Linked DNA regions of Capra hircus: region 2 is linked to region 1. The links are chromatin contacts, called in public Hi-C maps. All regions are on one chromosome and are shown on one strand. The core of a region is the stretch at or near the end of the contact, and the rest is flanking DNA. Distances in the headings are between cores, read along the strand shown.

What was found. A called contact is a pair of places that touch in the nucleus more often than the background predicts.
Region 2: a contact with region 1 is called in a Hi-C map of blood, with 4 times the contacts expected there. The contact joins the promoter of VEGFA here to the enhancer-like site in region 1. A contact is called at or near these places in 2 of 5 Hi-C or Micro-C datasets (both in blood).

Annotation. Positions count from the first base shown.
Region 1 is chr23:31,237,351-31,242,297 of ARS1.2, forward strand. No RefSeq gene overlaps it. Among named protein-coding and RNA genes, the nearest start is that of TMEM63B, 46 kb to the left of the region's middle. Within about 2 kb of position 1,416, at least 4 of the 5 cell types and tissues checked have an H3K27ac peak or open chromatin away from gene starts, as enhancers often do.
Region 2 is chr23:31,553,418-31,558,244 of ARS1.2, forward strand. VEGFA (vascular endothelial growth factor A) reads right to left here and starts at 2,764. Exons shown (of 7, transcript NM_001287035.1): 1 at 2,663-2,764. The coding sequence starts at 2,728.

The DNA.
Region 1 (4,947 bases), core at 166-2,665:
GAAGGCTGGGAGCCCTGGGCTGCCTTCCGAGGTCGGACCTGTGTAAAGTCCTGTGAGGATGCTGAGGCCTTGGGGGCGACCCTCCCTGGAGGACTGGCGGGGCAGTTCTAGAAGCTGCCAGTTCTGGGTGGCACCTGCTGCTCGCTTACCCACCACACCGGGAGAGACTCTGGATGCCTGGGGGGCGGCAGGGGGGTCCATCCTCTCTCTAACCCATCTCTTCCTGTGCAGTGAGAACCCCTTCGTGCCTCTCTTCCTGCCCTCCATGGCCCTGAGGCGCAGGCCCCAGTGGCTTCCACGGCCTGCACCGCCCTAGCACCTCCCTGGCCCCACGTGTGGGACGTGTTGGGGAGGATGCCCAGTGGCCAGAGGCAGGGTGATGGGCTGTTGACCCAGGTCTCACCTCTTGGCAAGCTGGCCTTCCTGAGACAGGCTGTGACTCAGGCCCGTACCCTACCTTGAGCCCTGCCATGCCAAGGACCTGGGTATGTGGGGTGGATCTGTCAGCTGTAGACTCCTCTCTTGGTTCACTTTCTCTGCCAGCCCTGAGGAGCCAGGTGGTGACTAGAAGGTTCGGGCCTTCCAGCTCTGGGCCTTCCAGCTCTGGCTGTTTCTCCCAGCCCACCACCCCAGGAGAGGCTGACGGTGAGGGTAGGCCCCCTTGCAGGGCACGGCAGTCATCAGACTCTGCAGGGGTGTGAGCCACCCAGGGCAGGGACAGGACTCTGCACACAGGCAGGGGTGCCCCTGGGGTGTCCTGAGCCATCTGCCAGCTTGGTTGCCCTTCCCTGCTCAACGAAAGCTGGCTCAAAACTCCCCACCTCCAGCAAGGTTTCAGCATGCCTCCCTTATTTGTGGCCAGCCCAGTCACTACTGTTCACTGGCTCCTGGTTTTCGTTTGTTTCTCTGACTTGTGTCCCCCTTCTCCAGACCCTCCGAGAGCGCCTCTGCACGACTCTTGTTCTTCCCTGCATTTCCCAGTGGCCAGCAGAGGGCGCCTCCTAAAAGACTGCCGGACCAAAAGGAGCGGATCCGCTTCCCCGGATCCAGGCACTGTAAAGCCCAGGCTCATGGGTCGGTTTGTGTAAACTGAAACTGACCCAGAACACCTTCCTTCCTGGCGATCTAGATTTAACTTGCCGGCAGAGGGCTAGAGATTAGACCACACGTTAAACCCAAGTGGCTGTCTCCGACGTGAAACCAGGTGGCCCCCTCAAAGGACAGAGAGGATAATGGAATTGCCCCCCCACCCCCACCCTGCCAGCAGCCCGAATGGGGAAGGGGGCACCGGAGGTCGCCGGCTTTCCTCCCTTGACCCTGGGAGGAGTTGGGAGGGGCTGCACAGAATAGCTGGTGTCCCACCCCGTGGGAGGGGCTGCTGTGCACGTCTGGGCCACATCTGGGTTCTTGGCAGCAAAGGGAGCTGGTCTGTTTGGGATCCTCCAGGGAAACACGATCCACCCCTTGGTGGCTTCTCACCATTACATTCCTGGGGAGCCCTTTACACACAGGTGTATGGGACACAGATCCGTAATGCGGGTGAATTCATGCCAGTCTAGGGGGGACCCTCCAGACACTAGCTCGTTTTGACATGGACTTAGTTAGGCTCCTGGGCAGCAGCCTGTTCTGGGCCACCAGACTTTTCCGCCATCCTATGTTCGCGTGTGAGATTCTGGGCTTCCCCTTCTGGAAATGCTGGGAACTAGACTCTAGCGTCCATCCTATCCCTTCTCCTTCCTCCAGGTGGGGGGTAAGAGAGAGGAGAGTGAGGTTATAGCACCTCTTAGGGACTCCAGCATCATGCAAAGCGGAGTGGGAAAGGGTCTGCTGTCGGGTCATTTCACACAAAAGCCTGGGAATGTGGTCAGGACGGGAAGAGGGGAGAGGGGACAGCAAAACTGGTTCTTTCTTGGGTTTGGGTCCTGGGTTTTGGGGAGGGGACAACACGGAGAAAACCCCTCTTGGTCGGCTGGGTTCCTGGACGTCTGAGCAGGAAACAGAGGGCTGGCCGGAATGGCCTTGAAGTAGGGAGCGACGGAGACCGGGGGGAGGGGAAGGGGGAAGGTAAGGAAGGCTGCGCCCACCCAGGGTCCCCCCGCCAGCCCCTCTCCCCAGCTTCCCCCCGCCCGGCCCGCCGCGGCCCCTCCTCCAGACCTGGGCACCGCCTCCCCCTCCCCTCCTCCTCCCCCTCCCACTCGGCGCTGCAGCTGCTGCCGACGGACCATTCTGCACGTAGCGAATGGAGGAGACGCACAAGGGAGGCCTCAAGTGCGCGCGCGCGGGAGCCGGCGCCGCGCGGGCGGGGGAGCGGCTGCGGGTACGCGTGCGCGTGCGGCGCCGGCCCCGAGCGCGCGCGCCGGGCTCCGGAGCAAGCCGCTCCTCTGCGCGCCCGGGTTGGGGATGCTCTGGGGTGGGGTTCCCGCGGCTCCGGGTCCTCCAATGCACTCTGTTTGCCTTCCAGCGAATCTCACCTCTACCCAGCCCCTTTTTCATCATGCACCCCAAAAGCACCGTCCTTCACGCGCAGTAGCGCTTCATGGTGACTGGGTGCTGAAATGAGTTGATGCTCTGGCCCTCCTCATCCTCTGGGTCACTGCTCTACAGTCCGCTGGGCCCTGGGCTGAGAGGCAAGAGAGGGCTGAAAACTCTGGTCCCTTGGGCACTCGATTCACAACCCTATAGACCCACGGGGCTTCCCTGGTGGCTCAGACCTGCAATGTGGGAGGCCTGGATTCGATCCCTGGGTGGGGAAGATCCCCTGGAGGAGGGCATGGCAAGCCACTCCAGTATTCTTGCCTGGAGAATCCCCATGGACAGAGGAGCCTGGTGGGCTACAGTCCATGGGGTTGCAATGAGGCCGACACGACTGGACCACTAAGCGCACATAGTCCCACCTGTGCCCGGGGAGAGCGCTCAGCCTCTTGGAGACTCTCACTCTGAGACCTCTCTGTACCTGAATCCAGGGCAGGCCCCATAAGGCTGGTAGAGACCCTAGACAAATGACTGTCAAGGAAACACAAATGAGCTCTTTGACCTTTATCTCTGCTGGGATGGGGAACTCCCAAGGGAGTGCCTGTCACCTCCTCCCCGTGTGTCCCCTGCACAACCCCCACTCCCTGGGGCATCCAGGACAGGACTGAGCTCTGTTCACACCACTGGCGAAGGTGTGGTGTGGTGAACACAGATGTCCTGGGATGGCCAGGAAGTGCAGAGAGGCCATGTCAGCCCAGGGCAGGCAGACATCTTGGAGGTGTCTTCTGAGTCTGCAGGGCACCCTCCCCACTTTCTGAGCCCCTGATCCTGGTGGGTCTGGAGGCTGCGCCTTCCTTCCCTAGATGGCCCAGGTTGGCACCTCATTCTACCCTCCGCACCACTCAGAGGCATGGGATAGGGCCTCTTCGGGCTGTGTGGGCCCTGGGCTGGGCAGGTGCAGGGCCTTGCAAAGAGGAACTTGAACTGCACTGGTCACCTGCTGGACCTCCTGTTGGGGGGGGGGTGAGTTGAAGGGCTGAAGGTGACTGAGAGTTCTTTGTCACATGATAACTTGTCCTTGCCCAAATTTGATCTCTCTAAGTCTAAATTTCCTGTCTAATGGGAACACAGCCTTATCTAATGGGGCTGTTGAGGTCTGCAATGTAGTCTGCATATAACATACCTCACGTGTTGGAGGCAGGTGCCCAGTAGAGCTAAATCTTTTTTTTTTTTAATTACTGTGTGCGGACTGGCTGAAAGGCTCGGGACATTTTCTTCAGCTGTGTTTCCAATGGGTAGAGTGAATTCAAATCCCAGAACTCCTTGGAATTTGGAGGTTGGGTTTTGTGAAAACTATAGAGAAACCAGTAATATGTCATACTTTTGTCATCATCCAAGAATGAACCGTTTCACATTAGTTTTCCAGACGTTAATATCCGAGACCTTAAAAAGAGATATTTTGGATGGATATTACACACTTTCCTGCCTTCTTAATCAGAGGTTAGAGAACATGTGAGTCCTTATGACTCACAGTTGTGGTTACAAGTAAGTGTCCATCATGGTCCTGGTTGTAACACAGTGAAAATCCAAGGTCTTGGACTCCACACTAAAGAGCCATTCCGTGATGTCTTTATTTTCATAGTTCTCGTGTCTTTTCATAGTTCTTCAGCACTTCATCAGCTCCCTATTAGCTGTCACTTCCACCACCATCACTGCCTCAGGTCGACCACCATCCCATCTCTTTTCTCAACTTGTTTCTATTCTGCTGTGGGCTGAGATATCAGAAAATCACATCTGTTAGAAGATGTGAAAAACAACAAATCTTCTGAACCTGACAAATTATATTAAAATTCGTCTGGAAAAATAAACATGCAAAAAGAGCTTGGAAAATCCTGGAGGAGAGGCATTATAAGGGGGCAAATAGAGCTACTGAAATGTTGTATAAGTCTCCAGTAATAAAACAGCTGGGTACTGGCACACAGAGCGTCACATCAAAGGAACAGAACAGAACCCAGACACACAATGTGAACAAATGGAAATTGAATATATGATAAAGTGACTTTTTAGATCAGAGGAGAAAAGATTCAATCAACTTGAACAACTGGCTAGCTGTTTAAGGGGGGAAAAAAAAACCCACCAAAAAACCAGTTCTCCACTTTATTCCTTATTCTGAAATCAGCCTCAGATGAATCAATTATTTAAATGTAAAAAGAAGACCATAAAATTACTAGAAGAAAACATCAACAAAAATTTCTAAGCGTATTGATATATTCTTAAACTGGGGAAAGGAGGACAAAATATAGGAGTCACAAAAGGAAAGATTTTTTAAATAATTTTACTTATTTTATTCATTTATTTGGCTGTGCTGGGCCTTCCTTGCTGAGCAGGCTTTCTCTAGATGCAGTGAGTGGGGGCTACTCCTCCCTGGGGTGCACTGACTTCTCATCGCAGCAGCTTCTCGTTGCGGAGCACAGG
Region 2 (4,827 bases), core at 1,514-4,013, 320 kb after region 1:
AGCGGCCCCTTGCTGAACTAGGACAAGTGAAGTCCCTCAGCCCCCCTGACTCCCGGGTCCAAAGCCATGGGCAAGTCTTAAGGTCAAACAGGAGGACAAATGTGGACTGGGGCAGGAAGGAAGGACTAGGGGTGAGAAAAGCAACATGGTGACCTTCCCCTGCTGACATGACAAATACCAGGGTGAGCTGGTGCTGGGGCCAGGGGTGGTGCGGAGGGCCGCAGGGCGCCAAGCACCCTCCCCCCCTCAAACACTTCTGTTCTCAGGAATACGTAGTAAAGCCACAGGTTGCCTAAAGAGTAAAACCTGGGAGGAAACCCTGGGGGAAACCTGGGGGAGGGGAGGGCCCCGTTTTTCCCTAAGAACCAGTCTCCCCAGAACCTGAATGTATCTCCAAAGCCCCGAGGCTCACACTCCCATCTCATTCTCTGGCTTCTTCTCCGTCCCAGACTGAGGGGGTCCCCAAAGTCCCTCTCACCTGCTGGGCACCTTCCTCCAAAGGCAACCAGGGAAGCTTTTAATGCCTTAGCACTGCCCAACCCCTAGGGGGCCCCCTACACTCCCTAAGCCTGAGGCTTCTGGTTGCTCCCCACCCCCACCAGATCATTCCTCCCCTCCCCAGAAGCTGTGAAGGTCAACTAGCCCGACCATGCGGACCTGACAGCACCCGGCAGGCGAAGGCTTCTCCCAGCCCTTCCAGAGAGTCTCCAGTCGTGGCCACCTGCCCACCCCACCTGCCCCTCTTTGGGGCAGATCCAGAGCAGCAGAGCGGCACTCTAGCGCACAGAACTGCAGACTCTGCAGAGAGAGAGTCTGTCTGCCTGTCTCTCTACCCACACCCTGCTGCAATACACCCCAGACCCCCAGCCTTGCCTCCAGGGCCAAGGTCAGATAACAGTTTCCAGGATCCCAGATGGACAGCCTGCCACTGCAGCTCCCTCAGGGACCTCCATGCCCAGGGGTCTCTGCCTGAGCCCCTTACCCATCTCCATGGCACCACTGTTACTCTCTGCCAACATTCCTCCTATGCCCTCCACTGCTCCTGGGCCCCAAAGAGCAAAGGGGTCAGAAATTTCATACCCCCTCCAAGGCCAGGGGGCACTGGGAGGGGCAGTTCTGGGCGGGGAGGGGCCAGGTGCCCTTCTCTGGGGGCCTCTGAAGGTCACACTGTGGCCAGGCAGCCTCTCCTCCCCCTCCCCCCCCCTCCCTTGGAGGCCTGGAGCCAAGGCCTTTGTGCCAGGGTCTGAGGAACTCCTGGTGGCAGCAGGGACCCCAGCCCGTTTCCTTCCTTCTGCCTCTCCAAGGGCGCTCTGAGCAGAAAAGGACCCCTCAGGTGGTTTGGGAAAGCAAGCTGGGTGGGCAAGTTTAGAGTTCCCAAAAACCACCTGCTCCTACTCCAACGCCCATTTCACCAGAACAAAGTGTGTTTGCAAGGCTGGCAGGAGCTCCCTCCAAAGGTTCGGGGAGGGCTAGTCCCACACTGCCCATGTCACAGCAAATTTCAAATCATTTTCCCAAAAAGTGCAAAGTGGAATAAGGACACCCTTTAAACCCTCCCTGCGGTCGCCCCCCAAAAAGCTAAAGCACAGCTCACTCGGAAGTATGGGGGAGGGGAGGGAAGCAGACTGTCACCGAGTCGGGACTTTCGGTAGAGTCTCGACAAAGCCCCGGGCTGGGCCGGGTAGCCCGACTCCTGACAGTGATCTTTCTTTCCTCGGAGTCTGGGGCTGAAGAGAGGTTATGTGGGTCTTCTCAGCAAAAGGAAGTTAAAAATAAAGGGGTGGCGGGGGCTTCTATTCGAGCAGGGGAGGAAACTGGGAAGGGGGCGTGAGGAAATGCCTCCTAGGAGGGGTTTAAGGGCTGGGGACAGCGGGAAGGCACAGGGGTGGTTCTCCGGGTCCTCGGCGTGGGGCTACCTCGAGAGGTCACCTTCCCGCGGAGGGCCGGCGGGGGGAGGGGCGCGGCTCGCCGCCGCGGGTTCCCCGCTCGGGCCGCCGCGGCTCCGGGAACACGCGGCCGGCCAGGCCCGGGCTGATGTAATCGGCTCCGCGCCGCGCGCGCCCGGCCGGGCGGGGGAGGGCGGGCACCGAGCGGGACGCGAGCTGGGACGGGGGGGTTGGTGCGGCGCAGGTGGCCCGGCGGAGAGGGGGGTCCCAAGCAGCAATCCACCCCAAAACTTTTCCCCAACTCGCGGCGAGGGCCGCAGAGATCGAGCGGCAGTGACAGCAAGCCCCATCTCTCGCCTGCCCCCTGCCCCCTCCACGCTCTCTGCCCTCCCCGGGTCCAAGGTCCGAGCACCCCCATCCCTGCCCGCCAGGGCTCCAGCTCCCGCCCCAGCTGCCCAGACTTCCAGTTCGTCGGGAACCAGCGGCCGGGAGCAAACTTCAGCCGCCGGCGGCAGCGCAAGCCCAGCCCCCTCAGCCGCCTCCTCCGGCTCCCGCCCTCCGCTGGTCGGCCCAGATCGTACGTGCGGTGACTCCGGTGGGTGGGCAGGGCCCGCGTGGGCGGTGAGACTCTATCCCGGTGCCCTCCCACCTAGCGCGCGCCCCCTCCCCCTACACCTACGAAGATAGAGGGGAAGCCGCGAGCCCGGTGCCCAAGGACCCGCGTGGGGCACGGAGTCCCCCACGCGCGCGCTCTCACGCACGTCCCCAGCCCTTACCTTGGCATGGTGAAGGTAGAGCAGCAAGGCAAGGCTCCAATGCACCCAAGAGAGCAAAAAGTTCATGGTTTCGGAGGCCCGGCCGGGGCCGGCGCGGCTCGCGCTCCCTCTCCGGCTCGGGCTGCGGGGCGGCCCGCTCTCCTCGGCGCCCAGGCGGGCTCCTCTTCCTCCCGGAGCCGAGGCCCGGGCCAGGGCCTGGGGCGCGCGCGCGGCTGGAGCACTGTCTGTGCACACAGCCGCCTCACCCGTCCATGAGCCCGGCTTCCGAGAGCCGAGTCGCCACCGCGGCCCCTTCTCCTCTTCCTTCTCTTCTTCCTCCTCCCCCTCCTCCGACTGCGGCTCCTCCCGGCCCGAGCGAGCACTTCTCCCGGTGACGCTCGGCTCGGCTGCCCCGGCACGGACCACGGCTCCTCCGGAACGAGAACAGCCCAGAAGTTGGACGAAAAGTTTCAGGGCAACGTCGCGAGCCCCGACCCCCTCCACCCCGCCTCCGGGCGCGGGCTCCGGCTCCTGCCCGCGGCTCGCCGCCGCGTCCACCGTCGGCCGCCGGCCGGGGAGGAGGTGGGCGCTGGGGCAGGGGGCGGTGTCTGTCTGTCTGTCCGTCAGCGCTGCTGGTCCGACGCGGGATCCCGAGGGGGAGGGCTCACGCTGCGCTCTGGCGGTCACCCCCAAAAAACAGGTCACTCACTTTGCCCCTGTCCCTCTCGTGTCTCGCTCGTCAGCGCGCGCTCTCTGACCCGGTCTCTCTCTCTTCCTTCACTTCTCTTTGGAGCTCTTGCTACCCTCTTTCTTCTCTGCTCGTTTCCAGAATCCGAAGTGATTTTGGGGGGGAGTAAAAGAGCAATCTCCCCAAACGGTCGGCCCGATTTAGTGGGGAATGGGAAGCAAAAATAAATTAAAACGGAAAAGAATACGGTTAAAAAAAAATGTTTCAGAAAAAAAGGAGGAGGGTAAACCCTGGATAAATGAATATCAAATTCCAGTGCGGAGACCCCTGGCCGGTGACCCCGCCGGTCCGTCCGCCTCTTCGATGCGTCTCCCGACCGAGCGCCGCTGCCGCCGGCTCCACTCGCCCCCCAACGCCGCAGCCTCGTCGCAGCCCGGCTGCCCCAAGCCTCTGCGCTCCTCACCGCTACGAGCCGACTAAAAAGAAGGCAGGCCCCGCCCCCTGGGCGTGTCGGGGCGGGGCCAGACCCAGCCTCAGCTCCTGGGTCCGTCCCCTCTGCGCCTCTGGCTACTACCTTCCCCTGGGGACACCGACCGAAGCCCGGGCCCCCACCCACCCCAGCAAAGGGAGTGCTCGATCCCCACCAAGGCGCACAGCCTGAACATTACCTATCGGCCCCCTCTGCCAGGAGACACACACGCCCGCGCGGTATTTGCGGGGCGGGTACAGGAAAGTGAGGTTATGTGCGGTCAGGGCTCCAGAGCTATTCCCTTCTCTATGCTGGGAATATTGGAGGGGGCAGGGGTTTGAGGGAGTCGGACAGGGACGGGTGGAAAGAGAGACACACAGATCCGTTGGAATCCTGGGGTGACCCCTGCCTTCTCCACCCCTCGCCAAACACTCTCAACTACCCGCCCCCCCCAACACACATAGTCACAGGCGTCCTCACTCACGCAGACGCTGCATCCCAAGTTCACCCAGCTTCCCTGTGGTGGCTGAGCGCCCCCTAGTGACTATCGGATGCACACCCCATCTCAAGTTCAAGAGGCCTTAAGAAGAGGGTTGAGGGAGATTACCCCTGACACATCCCCCTCCACCCCCCGTTTCTGACCTCTCAAACAGTGGCACGTCTGGTCCCACGTGCACAAAGCCCAGTGCTGGGCACAGAGGGCATGATGTATCCATCCGGACTCTGTGCTCATCTCCCGGCCTCATCTGGCTGGCTGACATCAGAGTTAGCTGCAGCCAACAGGCTGGGGTGACTGGGGTCCTTTGGGAAGTGTTCAGGGAGGCTCCCCTGGGGGGAAGTATTTGGCACTATGTTTGTGGGGCTGAGAACAAGAAGCCATGTGGTTCTGGGGTTAGTCAATGGCCCAGAGAGAAGAGGACCTGTTGGAGCCCACGTATGCACTGTGGAGTCTGGCAGAGCCCAAAGGGAGAGGCAGCTGGGCAGACAGAGGCCCTTGTTTCTGCTTCTCCACCCCCCTCCCCCAGATGT